Regions from separate parts of the Capsicum annuum genome. Here region 1 is linked to region 2. The links are chromatin contacts, called in public Hi-C maps. All regions are on one chromosome and are shown on one strand. Each heading gives the region's core, a stretch centred on a gene start, on an enhancer-like site or on the middle of the called end of the contact. The rest is flanking DNA. Distances are from core to core; before and after follow the strand shown. Region 1 holds the start of LOC107854433. Region 2 has its middle 23 kb from the start of LOC107856606.

Evidence for each region. A called contact is a pair of places that touch in the nucleus more often than the background predicts.
Region 1: a contact with region 2 is called in a Hi-C map of leaf, with 4 times the contacts expected there. The contact joins the promoter of LOC107854433 here to the enhancer-like site in region 2. A contact is called at or near these places in 5 of 5 Hi-C or Micro-C datasets (bud, leaf, pericarp and 1 more).

What each region holds. Positions count from the first base shown.
Region 1 is chr7:126,137,088-126,143,477 of UCD10Xv1.1, reverse strand. LOC107854433 reads right to left here and starts at 3,799. Exons shown (of 8, transcript XM_047393709.1): 1 at 3,347-3,799. The coding sequence starts at 3,415.
Region 2 is chr7:125,997,423-126,003,656 of UCD10Xv1.1, reverse strand. No RefSeq gene overlaps it. Among protein-coding and RNA genes, the nearest start is that of LOC107856606, 23 kb to the right of the region's middle. Within about 2 kb of position 2,961, at least 4 of the 5 cell types and tissues checked have an H3K27ac peak or open chromatin away from gene starts, as enhancers often do. A contact at or near this core is called in leaf and pericarp, where this site is marked.

The DNA.
Region 1 (6,390 bases), core at 2,550-5,049, 140 kb before region 2:
AAGATTGAAATTGAACTTGTTGAAGTTGTTCGTGTGGCCGAGTTGGATGTTGTTGTTACCTAAACCTTGGCCGATTTGATGATCTTGTTGTAGTGGAGTTGGAAACTGAAATTGTTGTTGTTCTTGGAGTTGTTGTTGTGTTCTTAAGGTTCTTCACCCTTTCATCATCTTGTTAATCCTTAAAGAGCAAACTAGATCTAAAAAGGTGAAAGACAAGCTTGTAGTAGTTGTTAGTGAAAGACTTGTCCCTATCACTTCAAAAGACTTTTCATCTACTTTTCCTTGATTTAAGGACCTTGTTTCAAGGAGAAAGTTCAAATAAGTCAAGTTTTGCTTTTGAAATTTGAACAAAAAGGCTCCAAAACCACTTTTCCCTCCATTAACCAAATCCACCAATTCCAAATTGTATATTGATCAAGACTTGAAATTGGGAAATAAAATTTTGATAAAACTCGAGGCCAATAGTGGACTGCCACGTCACTAAAGTACTGTTCACGCAACATTTTTGAGTTCAAATTTTAGATTAGTTTCATTTTTTTGTTTCCTAGTTTCGTTTGTTTGCTCGACACTAATTGACAACCTAGTAATACCCTACTAGCTTGTAAGTTAGTTTTGTGTACGTTCTTCGTGGTAACGTTGTTTGTTGTGTGCTTTTCTTGTTTTTGAGTCGTAGTATCTTTTTTGGTTCAAGTTCGAACATTACTTATTTGAGTCGTTTCAAACAAGAATCTACTCCGACCTCGAGCCACAATTGGGACCAAGTAACCTCATTGGAGTATAAGCGAGTTATCAACACTTGTAAGGCTAATAGAGTGAAAAATCCAAAGTATGAAAGTGAGGGATTGTGGACTATTTTGAGACGCATTGTGGACTGTTTTGTGACGAATTGTGCACTGATTTTTGCTAATCTTTAATGTGTTTGTTGTTTTCGTGTTGTTTGCTTAGTAGCTCTTGATGGGTACAATGGCGAATGAAGCTGAAATGCCTAGTTGGGTTAAATCCATCATGGCAAGACTTGATGCCATAGATAGACGAACAATGGACAGAATGGAAGGAAGATTGGAAGGGACGGAAGGCTCTCTGTGCAAGAAGTTGGATAACTTGATGGAGCATCCAAGCCTTCCTAATCAAATTCCTATGAGTGGCCATCCTTCACATGAGCTACAAGGTAATCAAACTAACTTTTGCACTCTAGTGAATGAGGATAATAGCCAACTAAGTGTGAATGATAGTTTGTCTTTAAGTGAGCCGAATGTGCCTTCCTTTTGTGATGATAATGTACAACTTGAGATTGTGGATACACTAGTTGATTCACCTAGTGTTGAAGCCATTGTGGAAACTGGTAGTACATTGTCTTATGGAAGTCATGAAGACCAACTTGTGTGTGAAAATGATGATGTTGAACATGTTGGCCGAATGACTAAGGATGACCCTCTAGTTGTTTTTGTTATTGACCATGATAGTATAGAGGGGACATTTGATCATTATTGTAGTAGTATTGGGGTAAGGAAGCGTATTCCCAACCCGTGCCCATGGATACTCTACCCATTTGATTTCGGTGATCATTTAAAGTATGGTGATGAGGATGTCTTTTGGAATGACTTGAATGTGCATGGAATGTATGGATGTCCTCTCTCGGCTTTCAAGTCTAATTGTTGTTCCAAGAAGAGTCTATGTTTTCCACTTGATAAGCGACGCTTGTTCCTTGTTTTTTGTCACACTTATGTGGATAAACTAGTTGATTTTCCCTTGGTAGGGTATTCAGGTAAGAGGGATGTTTGGGTATATGTGAAGTTTGAGCCACCTTGGCAAGATGCTATGATTGATTACACTAATCCTAACCCTCATACCTTGAGGAACTTTTGTTTGCTTGCCCTTCCTATTGCTTTGCAAGGTTCGGATTCGAGGACGAATCCTTTCTAAGGAGGGGAGGATGATACGGGTACAATCATGATCGCGGTCCAATGCGTCAAGATTCGAGCTCGGGGGGCTGCCCATCCAAGGAACAAGCTTTGAAGTGTAGAGAAGAAGTCCCACAAGCTCCAAAACTGTTCACTGTTCATCCGCCCTTTGCAAGGGTTTTTTAGTCATTTGTAATAAGTTAACCTAGGTATAAATAGAACCTCATTAGGTCATTTTTGGGGGATTTTTGGAAAATATATTTTGTAGCCTCTTTGAGAGTCTTTAGCAAGGTGGAATCCTTGGATAAGGTGGAATCCTTGTGTTGATCATTTTCTTAGAAACAGAGATTGCTTGGGAATTCTGGTTCCCTTGAGGTCACGTAAGAGATAGTTTAGGTTGTGTGTGATATTAAAAGTCCAAAAGTGGAATAAGCTTTTGGGTTGTTAATATTATACCATCCCTTTGTCCATCTATCTATCTATCTTTACTTTCTTGTAATCATTTGTCTATATCTAGTGTAATCCGTTTGTGTTCTTGTCTTGTAACCGTGTGTTGTTGTTATTGCATCTTGTTCATCAAATGTTGTTGTTGTTTTAGTGTATTTTACTCTTGATATCACTTCCCTTATTGTTCTTCCTGCGAATCCGAGAGAGGTCATCAAAAGGGTCCATAGTTCTTGAACTAGTGGACTGATTTTGGTGTTTGTGTTGTTGTGTTCTTGGGGAGTTTGGTATCACTTTGTCTAGAACCTTTACTTCTGAAGAGCCGTGGATATTTCAAACACAGGATAGAGATTAAATATGCTAAACTGAATGACAAGTATAACACAAATACTAATAGAGATTAGCAAAATGAGACTCTATGCCTTCTTGGCATACATATCACAGTATATCTATACACTGGCATGGTATCGTGGAGGATTGCTTCAGACCTTCAATAGAGACTCTTCAGTCCTCCTTGATACCATCACAACGAGTATTTGTTTCCTTTTCTTTTCTTTCAACTACTTCATAAGAAGAATAAAACACCAACTACACCTCAGTCTCATACAAGTCAGGATCGGCTATAAGAATCTCACTGACTATATTCTCCTTTAAATTCATCTACTTCATAAAGCAACGAAATGCAAAAGGAACCCATTGAAGCTCCAAACTAGCTTAAGTAATTAAATCTCATAAAAATCTCAAACCAACCACTTCATCAAGTCATTCAAACTCACTTATCAAAAAGGAAAAAATAATCAAATCTGTCACATTCCAACTCCCACCACTTGATAAATTTCACATCTTTCCTTCACCAATCATCAAATAACATTAAATTCAAGAAAACCCCATAATTATTTTTTTAAAAAACCATTTCTTTAGCAACTTTATGCACACAACCACCCTGACCAAATGAACAAAACCCCAAAAAAAAAAGATAAAAAGAAAAGAGGGAGACTTACTGGATTAGAATGAGCAGAAGAATCAAATTCAGGTGATGTTTGATGCATTTCTTGAACAGAATTCTCCATTTCCAGTCACTAAACAACAACCCCAAATCATAAAATCATTGGCATTAACTAATTTCTGTAGTTAAATTCCATGTATTGCACTATTATCTAGTGGCTTTTTGCTTAATTGCTTTAGACAGCAATGATGAAAACAAGAAAAGAAAAAAAAAAGAAAAGTAATCTTTTTTTTGGATTTTAATACTCCTATACAACTAAATATTTTTGTGTTCTTCACCCAAAAGAAAAACTAGTATCTAGCTTTGTAGACAAAAAAGGCATTTTTACCTTTTCAACAACTAAAAAAATAAGATTATTTTGTTTGGATTGTACTATGTATTATTACCCGCCAACTTTATTTGGTTTTGCCAGCTGAGTTTAGATTCCTTCTTATTATTTGTTGAATTTGTTTTAAATGAGCAAATTTTTATTCTGTTATTATATTTTTCTTTTTGTCGCTTTTTGTCATCCGTTCGTTACTGTAGTTTGACTGTTTTTGTCCACAATTAGCTGCCACCCACTTCTGCAAATCCATGAGTTCCTTCTTTTTTTTTTTTTATTTTATCACCGTTGTATATATATATATATATACACACATGTATATCTATAATATATTAAAATTGTGAATAGAAGAAAATGATTTAAATTTTTTGCCCTTTATCAAAATTATTTTTTTTACATATTTCCTTTAATTATTAAAAGTTTAAAGAGTCCTAAAAACATCGAAAAAGCAAAATATATGATAAATTTAAAATATTACTCTACTTGATTTCTTTTCAAACTCATATTAATTAATCGTACACTAAAAATATTTATTTTTGAAGTTTATGAATTTTCTAATTAAGGAAGGTTTAGGATATATAATGCTAAAAGAATTAAATTAGTCAAACACGAATTAAATTCTCATTACATGATTATCAAATAATGATGAGTAAACATAATTAAAATAAATTTACGTACGCCTCTTTGATTTGTTTCCCAGTACTTTCCTTTTATAGTACTTTGATAACTATGACGAGCTCAAATTTTCTACCATAATTAAAAAAAATTTCTTATGAAAAATATTTCTTTTTTGAAAATATTTCTTTCATATTTGATTAATCCTTTTTGGGAGGGAAAAAAAAATTTGAACTTCTATAAATTGAGAATTCTTTATTGCTACAAATAATACAATACATCTACAAGTAAAGAATTTTGTTTGAAGAGATTATTCTCTCTAAGTTTTATGTTTGTAATATTAGTTTTTGATATGTGCAGATCACTTGACTAAAGCATATTAAATCTTATAATGTTTTGATTATAGTTTTCTTTGTAATCTTATTTTGTGAATATTTGTAATGTAAGTGCCACATAACGTCATGTTATTTCAACTTCAAGTTCAACAATTTTCTCGGTTTATGAATATATTTTGATTTTAGAACTTTATGAATTATTATTTTGTGAATATTTGTAATGTAAGCGCCACATAATGTCATGTTATTTCAACTTTAAGTTCAACAATTTTCTAGGTTTATGAATATATTTTTGATTTTAGGACTTTATGAATTAGAGCTGTAATTTTTTGAATGCATCTTCAATTTTGTGATTTTCAGATTTGTTTTCTTGTGAACAAAAATATTTATATTTATATGTGCTTGGTTAATAGAACGATTGAAATTTTTCGTGGATGTGGGCATGTATTAAATTATAACGTATGTTAATACCTCATGCAAAGGATTATGAGGTCAATTTTTGACATTTTTCTTTTTACAGGTTAGAAAATTTCTTGTTAGTTTGAGTTTAAATTGTTAAGTTGTTACTCAATTAATCATATTCATCATTTACATGCAATTGCTATGTTAAAGCACACATTGAAAAATTAATTAATTATAAAGCCTAGATTAATACATTAAATTAAGTATATATTTGAAAACACCTTAGGTTCAAGGGGACCCGAACTCATTTCCACCTATTTATCAGAAAGTTGATAAATTGAAGATTCTGGTATAGGGCTCATATTTGGTCGAAACAACCAAGGGTGAGTGATTGGATTAAAAAAACATAAAGAATCTAATTTTGTTCTAAAAGTATTTTTGAGGAAAATACATTTAAAAACACTTTAAAAACTAAGTCAAATACTGATAGTTGCTTCAAAGTGGTTTCTAAATTTATTTGTTAAATACAAACTTCTTCTTGCCAAAAGATAGACATCGAAGTGATTTTATAAAATTGAACTAATTGAAATGCGCGTATACTAAGACTAATATATATATATGCAAAAAATTTATTAATTAGAGATAAGAGTTATTAGTTAAACCGTTAAATTGATGTCAAGCTTAATATATTTAGTGTACAAGTTTGGTGATTTATATATAGTCATCCTGTATATTTTGATATAGATCCAAGTAGTAAAACAAAAGTACTACTAAGATCCTGTTTGGCCATGAAAATCATAATTTTTCGAAGTTGGAGTTGAAGTTGGAGTTGGAGTTGGAGTTGGAATTATGTTTGGCCATGAATATAAATGAAAGTTGTTTTTGTAAGTTTGTGAGAGAAGTATGAGTGAAAACATTTCACTTTTCCAAATACAATTTCGGAATTGTATTTGAAATTTTCATGACCAAACACAAATTGTTTTCACTAAAGCGAAATAAATTTTAGAAAAAAAATAAAAAAATTTCATGGCCGAACGGCTACTAAAATTCTCTAAAGTAGCCTCCTTTCTTTAGGTTTGATATTTATTTATAACATGTTATTAGTACGAGACTTTGCAATTAAAACTCAGCAAAATAGATCTTGATAGTGAATCTTCTCTCTCAATAGTTGGTTAAATTTCAACTCTATCATAATCCCAAGAATGGAGTCCTTTTATTGTTCATAAGTATTCTATTAAAGAGTGTTCTTTGATTCCATTGAACTTGAATATAAATATATCCATCATATATAATCATCTCGTATTTTTAAAAAATTAATCACACAGGTGTTATTTTATTTGGATGTTGTCTCATGAAATTAGAGAG
Region 2 (6,234 bases), core at 1,712-4,211:
TTGTTGGCTTCTTCTGCTATTATTGCGAGAACACAATAAGAGATATCTTATTGCTATCTAAAAATGGAAAAAAATATTTTTCATTGAAAGCTACTTCCTCTGTGTCAATTTATGAGATGTTTTTAGTTATTTAAGATTCAAACAATATCAACTTTCACCAATAGTGTAACATTTGTTATTTTTATCATATTGATATGAGAACAATTGCAAGTTCTTTTCATATAATTTTTAAATATTTAAATTTTAATTTTAAAAGAATGAGTTGATCTAATTAAATTTTACTTTAAAAATTAATAAACTCAACTCTCGGAAAACAAAAAATTGCATGTAAATTAGAAAACGAAGAGTATGATTTATCGGTATCGCAAAACACAGTTCCTTTTTCATCATTTGTAAATTTTTCGGTGACAATTACGAGGTTGCTTAACTATGTTTTGTGCCTTTTTTATCTGGGTTATTATATTATGTTTCATAATTACTTTTCTAATTAGAATATCTTATAACACCATTTGAAGTTTCAGGAGAGAAATATTTTTCTTCAGTGCCAAAAATTTAACTCTTACAATTAAAATGCTCTACAATAAAATGACGATCTTTTAGGCGATTTCGCAGTGCCTGATTAAAAAAAAAAAAAAAAAAAAAAAAGAGAGAGAGATATGCAGTACTATTTCAAATGAGTTTAGTATAAAAATATTTTAAAATATTGAATATCCTCGAATAGGATTGAATGTATTTTTGGATTGTGCTTTTACTAGAAGATATTTTTAAAATTTTTATGCTAGTTTTAATTTTTACGATTGCTCATACTCTAACAAGTATTTTTGTGACTTAGATAATATAATCATACTCTAACAAGTATTTTTGTGACTTAGCTAATTATATTATGTAGCTTGACATAAATTCGTTGCACACATTCATTGATTTTTTTTTAGTTACATTATTTAAGTTTTAACACCCTTTGCTAATACCTTGTCTACACCGCTGTCTTCAGTGACCACTACATCTCGCCAATCACCATCACCATTCATCGTCATCATCATTAACTATTACTATTGTCAATCACAACTATTAGATTGTACCACTAACTACCATCCTCAACGTCATAGTTGATACTACCCTCAATCGTCATTACAAATAGCTACTAACCTAAATCACCATAATTACCAAATACAATTCCCAATTGGCATCCACAATTAAAGGTGTTCATGGATTGATTTGAGTCGATGTCCTCCTTAAAAAAAGTCAAATCAATTAGATCAATTTTTAAAATATTAGGATTAAACGAAATCAGTTAAGCCAATTTTCATTAGTTTGATTTTTGTCGTATTTTTTGTTTTTTAACAGTTTTCTTTAAATATATGTCATATACTTCCAATACATATTCCATCCATTGAACTCTAGCCTAACACTAGCAAGTCAATTACTCTTGATAAAAATGTCATTTATCAATATTCCTTGATGATAATTGAGTTATTTGTTAAGATGTGTATGAATTCCATAAAGATGATAATTCATTAATTTCATTCGTTCATTGTTAACCACCTACTATCATCATCAACTTGTATTGTGAATCTACTATTAGCTACTACCTATAATACAATTATTCATCAACGCCATTTTCAATCACACCCACAACCATCACGTTACTCAACACCACAATCAGCTGTCATAAAATAGATTTATAATATTTTATTGATTTAGTATTTGACTAAATTTATATTTTATTAAATTTTATACTTATTCTGTTTCTAATTTATTTGTCTTATTTTGACTTAATACAGTTTAGGAAAATTATTGAATTATGTAGTTTTAAATTAAAGATATGTCAAATATACCTAGTAACCTTTAATCTAGTAATCATAAATATGTCATGTGAAAAGTTAAAATTAAAAAATTACTATAAAAAAAAAAAAAAAAAACAGACTAAGAAAAAAAAGTAGGACAGCATCTATTAATATTTTAGATAAAGACAAATTTTATATATTCATATGTCAAAAATATAGACAATCTTAATTATTTAATATTCAAATATTTAAACTTTGATACACATCTTGAATATAAATTCAAATGTATCCTTTTTCAAACATCATAAATCAATAAAAATAAATTAGCCCTACGAGAACTTCATTGCATCTTCCTTCACACAAAAGAGAGAAACTGTGAAGTATAACTTTGATATAACCAACACAAGAACGGAAGTGACGTCGAATTATACAGCATTTACCTTCGAATGGACTGATCTACATAATATGAATCAGAGAAAATGACAGAGGTTGATTCATCTCAAAATAATTGACCCATGTTTGGGTCATTGGACATAGAGTGACCGGTCGGTCATTTTAATTCCACTAAATGATCTTTTCCCAATTTGAGTCATTTTGGTCTTAGTGGCTCATATACCAAACTGATACAATTCTTATGTATAATAAATAATATATAATATAATATATAATTTATATCTATAATCTATATATATATAATATATTAAAAGTATGAAGATCCTTATAAAAGTGATTTGAACTTTTTACCCTACATTAAAATAATTCACAATAGATATTTTCGTTTTTTCACCTTTTTTTTTCTATTATATTTATGATATAAATATTAAAAAAAAATGACAAAAAGCAAGTCTTTCCCAACTAAATTAGGCTCAGTCCAAAAAAAAAAAAGGTAAAAGCTCCCTTTTCCAAATAAAATAGGCGGAAGTAAAGGTCCAAAATTAATAAGCAAAAAAATCTTTTCCAATTAAAATCGATTTGGTCCAAAAACACCTTTTAAAATATATGAAAAGAATCCGATTTGGGATTGTTAATGGGTTTAACCGTTGAAACTCAATTTCACTTCCACGTTTTCATTATATTGCTCCCCAAAATCTAATTTGGGATTGTTAATGGTTTTAACCAAACCTATTTAACCTAGAGTATTACAGCTTCAGTTATGATTGCTTCCTATTTCTTTTTTATCTTGAATTCAAACTTTTGTTTTTTTTTTATTTGCAGATGAAGACTGCGGCAATGGAGAAAGGTTCTTATGCATATTTTTCGTTCTTATTTTTATAGTTTTCAAAAATATATTATGTGAATGCAGTTTATGTATTTAAATATAGGTTTTCAAAAAGCTTGTTAGAGATTTTGAGTATAAAGTTGGCTTTCTTTAAACTTTTGTTTTTGAGGCTTTCTTTGAAAAATCATTATTTTGTGTGAATATAGATGTCGCTGATAATTGTATAAGTATTAAGAATAAATGTTTAGTTGATATGCAACTTTTTTATTACAATTTTATTTGTATCATTGAATCAAGTGACTCAATTCTTCAGGTTTTAACAATTGCTCTTCACATTCAAATCTCAGTCCAATTGTTGTTTTCTATTTTCATGGTAAGATACTACTTTTATTGTTGTTTTCTATTTTCATGGTAAGATACTACTTTTATTCTTATTACCTTGATAACGAATTTATTTGCATACCTTTATTTTAGTTAAGTATGTTTTTCCGTTAGTAAATTTGGAGAAACAATTTTTTTTATTGCAATTTTGTTTGTTTGGTCGAAATAATTATTAGTTGAATTTTTCAGATTTTAACAATTGTTCTTCATGATCAATTCTTGATCTCTTCTCAGCAAGTGCAAGTAAAACTAATCTCATATATTTCAAGTTCATTTTTTCGTGTTGGCATAGAAGTAACTTGTAATTTTATTTTTATAAAAATTTAGCTTTCTAATATTAACATTCTGATTGTAAATTTTTTTATTTAATTGAATTGATTATTGGCTTAATTCTCTAGATCATACTAATTGCTTTTCACAATTAAATCTCAATCTTTGTCTACAAATATGAGTGAAACTAATCTCATATACTTATAAAATAAGAGTCTACCCAGGTCACTTTTTAAATTTTTAATGGCTCACTTATATTTGATGTACTATTAAGAATTACTTTTATCATAGTAAGATTTTGGGAGATGATACTCTATACTCTATACTCTATACTCTATACTCTATAATCTATAATCTATAATCTATAATCTATAATCTATAATCTATAATAATAATAATAATAATAATAATAATAATAATAATAATAATAATAATATATTAAAAGTGTGAAGGGTCTTAGAAATGTTGTTTGATTTTTTTGCCCTTCATTAAAAGTCAATTGTCTTTTTACTATTCTTCTAATATTTAAGAGGTAAAAATTAATTAAATATTTATAGTAAAATCTTTCCTTATTAAAAGTCATGAGAATTAATGACAACTAATATCTTTTCCATTAGGTTAAGAATTTAAATAAATTAAAGTTGATATTAAGAAGATACGAAAAAATTTAGAAATAAATATGAAAGTATTAGAATAAAAAAAAGTGTAAAAAGTACCAAATTTTTAAATGTTTTAAGTAAGTAAAAAATATGTAATCAACTTTTTAATGATTTAACTTTAAAGAAAGAAAGATTTTAAATATAGTAAAAAATAACTGTACTATAAATATGATTTAAATCGATGCGTATCTCTTAGCCTCTAGCAGTCAAGGAGAGACATTGTATGTGTGCTTATAATAAAATACATATTATTACATTATTATATTAAAGCGTGAAACATCTTTGAAAAGTGATTCGAACTTTTTATATATGTGCGAGGCATGTGGGTTTTAGAAATGTTATTTGGACTTTTTGCCCTTCATTAAAAGTCTTTACTTTAGACCAAATCATTTTTTCACTATTTTTGTAATATTTAATAGTTGAAAATTAATTAAATATATTTATGTTCAAACATTTCCTTATTAGAATTCTATTAATGACAATCATTACTTTTTTCATTAGTTTAAAAATTTTAAATCAACTAAATTGACTTTAAGAAGATTTGAGAAATCTAAAATAAATATAAAAACGTTAGAATAAGAAAAATTTAAGAAGTATCAAATTTTTAAAAGTTTTAAGTATGTAATAAGAATGTAATCAATGATTTTGTAAAGATTTGAATTAAAAACAAGGAAAGATTTTAAATATAGAAAAAAAAATAACTGTATCACAAATATGGTTTACATTAAGTGTAAACAATATAAATCCCCTAGAGAATGAAAATAATTACACAAAATTTCTTTTTTTGTTTTCTTTCTCCCTTTTTTTGCAAACATACTCATACATTCGGTCACATATTATATATTGGTCGAATGTATGTTGTAACAGCTAATCCTATATTTAAGGTAAAAAATCTTTAATTATTTTACAGTTCCTTAATTAAAGGCAACAATTAGTCAACGTTAAGTCATTTATTGATAGAACATGTAACTGATATTTGAATTTTAAAAATTTTGTTATAAATAATTTATTTTTTCCTGTGATTCACGATTTGAAAAGCCAAAAAATAATTACTTTCTTCTACACCCGTTCTTCAAAACTACTAAAATCTTCTTCTATGTACGTTCCTCAATACTAGTAAAATCAGTATGAATATCCCCATATTGTTACGTTTGAAATTTGGGAGTCAGAAATTAATGATACGTCATACAAAAGTGACGCAATAGTAATTTCGATAAATGCGGACGAGTCGATCACAACTGCAGGACTTGCGATTTCTTTCCAAAGGAATCATGAAGAATATAATATGGTTTTCTATGTGCGGATGCTTTGAATGGTTTTGGTTGTATAAACATTTTTTATTAGTTTTTTTTTGTGAATGCTGGAGCAAGTAATATATATTTTTTTATTGATTATAGATGTTAATTTCTTTAATCAATGATTTATATTAGTATAAAAAATTTATGTTTTTTTCCTATATCATAGTTCGTAACCATATAACTCGAAGTTAGAATATAATTATAAATGCGCATTAACTATGTAACTTACCCTCTATAGGAGTAAGTAATTGTTGAAACACACGGTATATTAAAATATTGTACATTAATAGTTAATGTGTAATAAATGTATGATATAGCATTATACGTTTTTAACATGTATAAGGTTAGAAATATAATAACGAAATTTAACTGAATTCAATTTTTTAAAAAAAAAAAATTATATACAGTATCATTCCAGTAAATTTACGAATGTATAATATGTTTTTATACAGTCAAATCAATCAAATCAATGTATAATAAATGTGTGTCTTTCCAGTAAATGTTTGAATGTATAATAAGTTGTTATACATTCAAAGCAATGTATAGTGAAATTGTGACATTCCAGTAGACTTACGAATGTATAATATTTGATCATACATTAGTATCAATGTATGATATAGCAT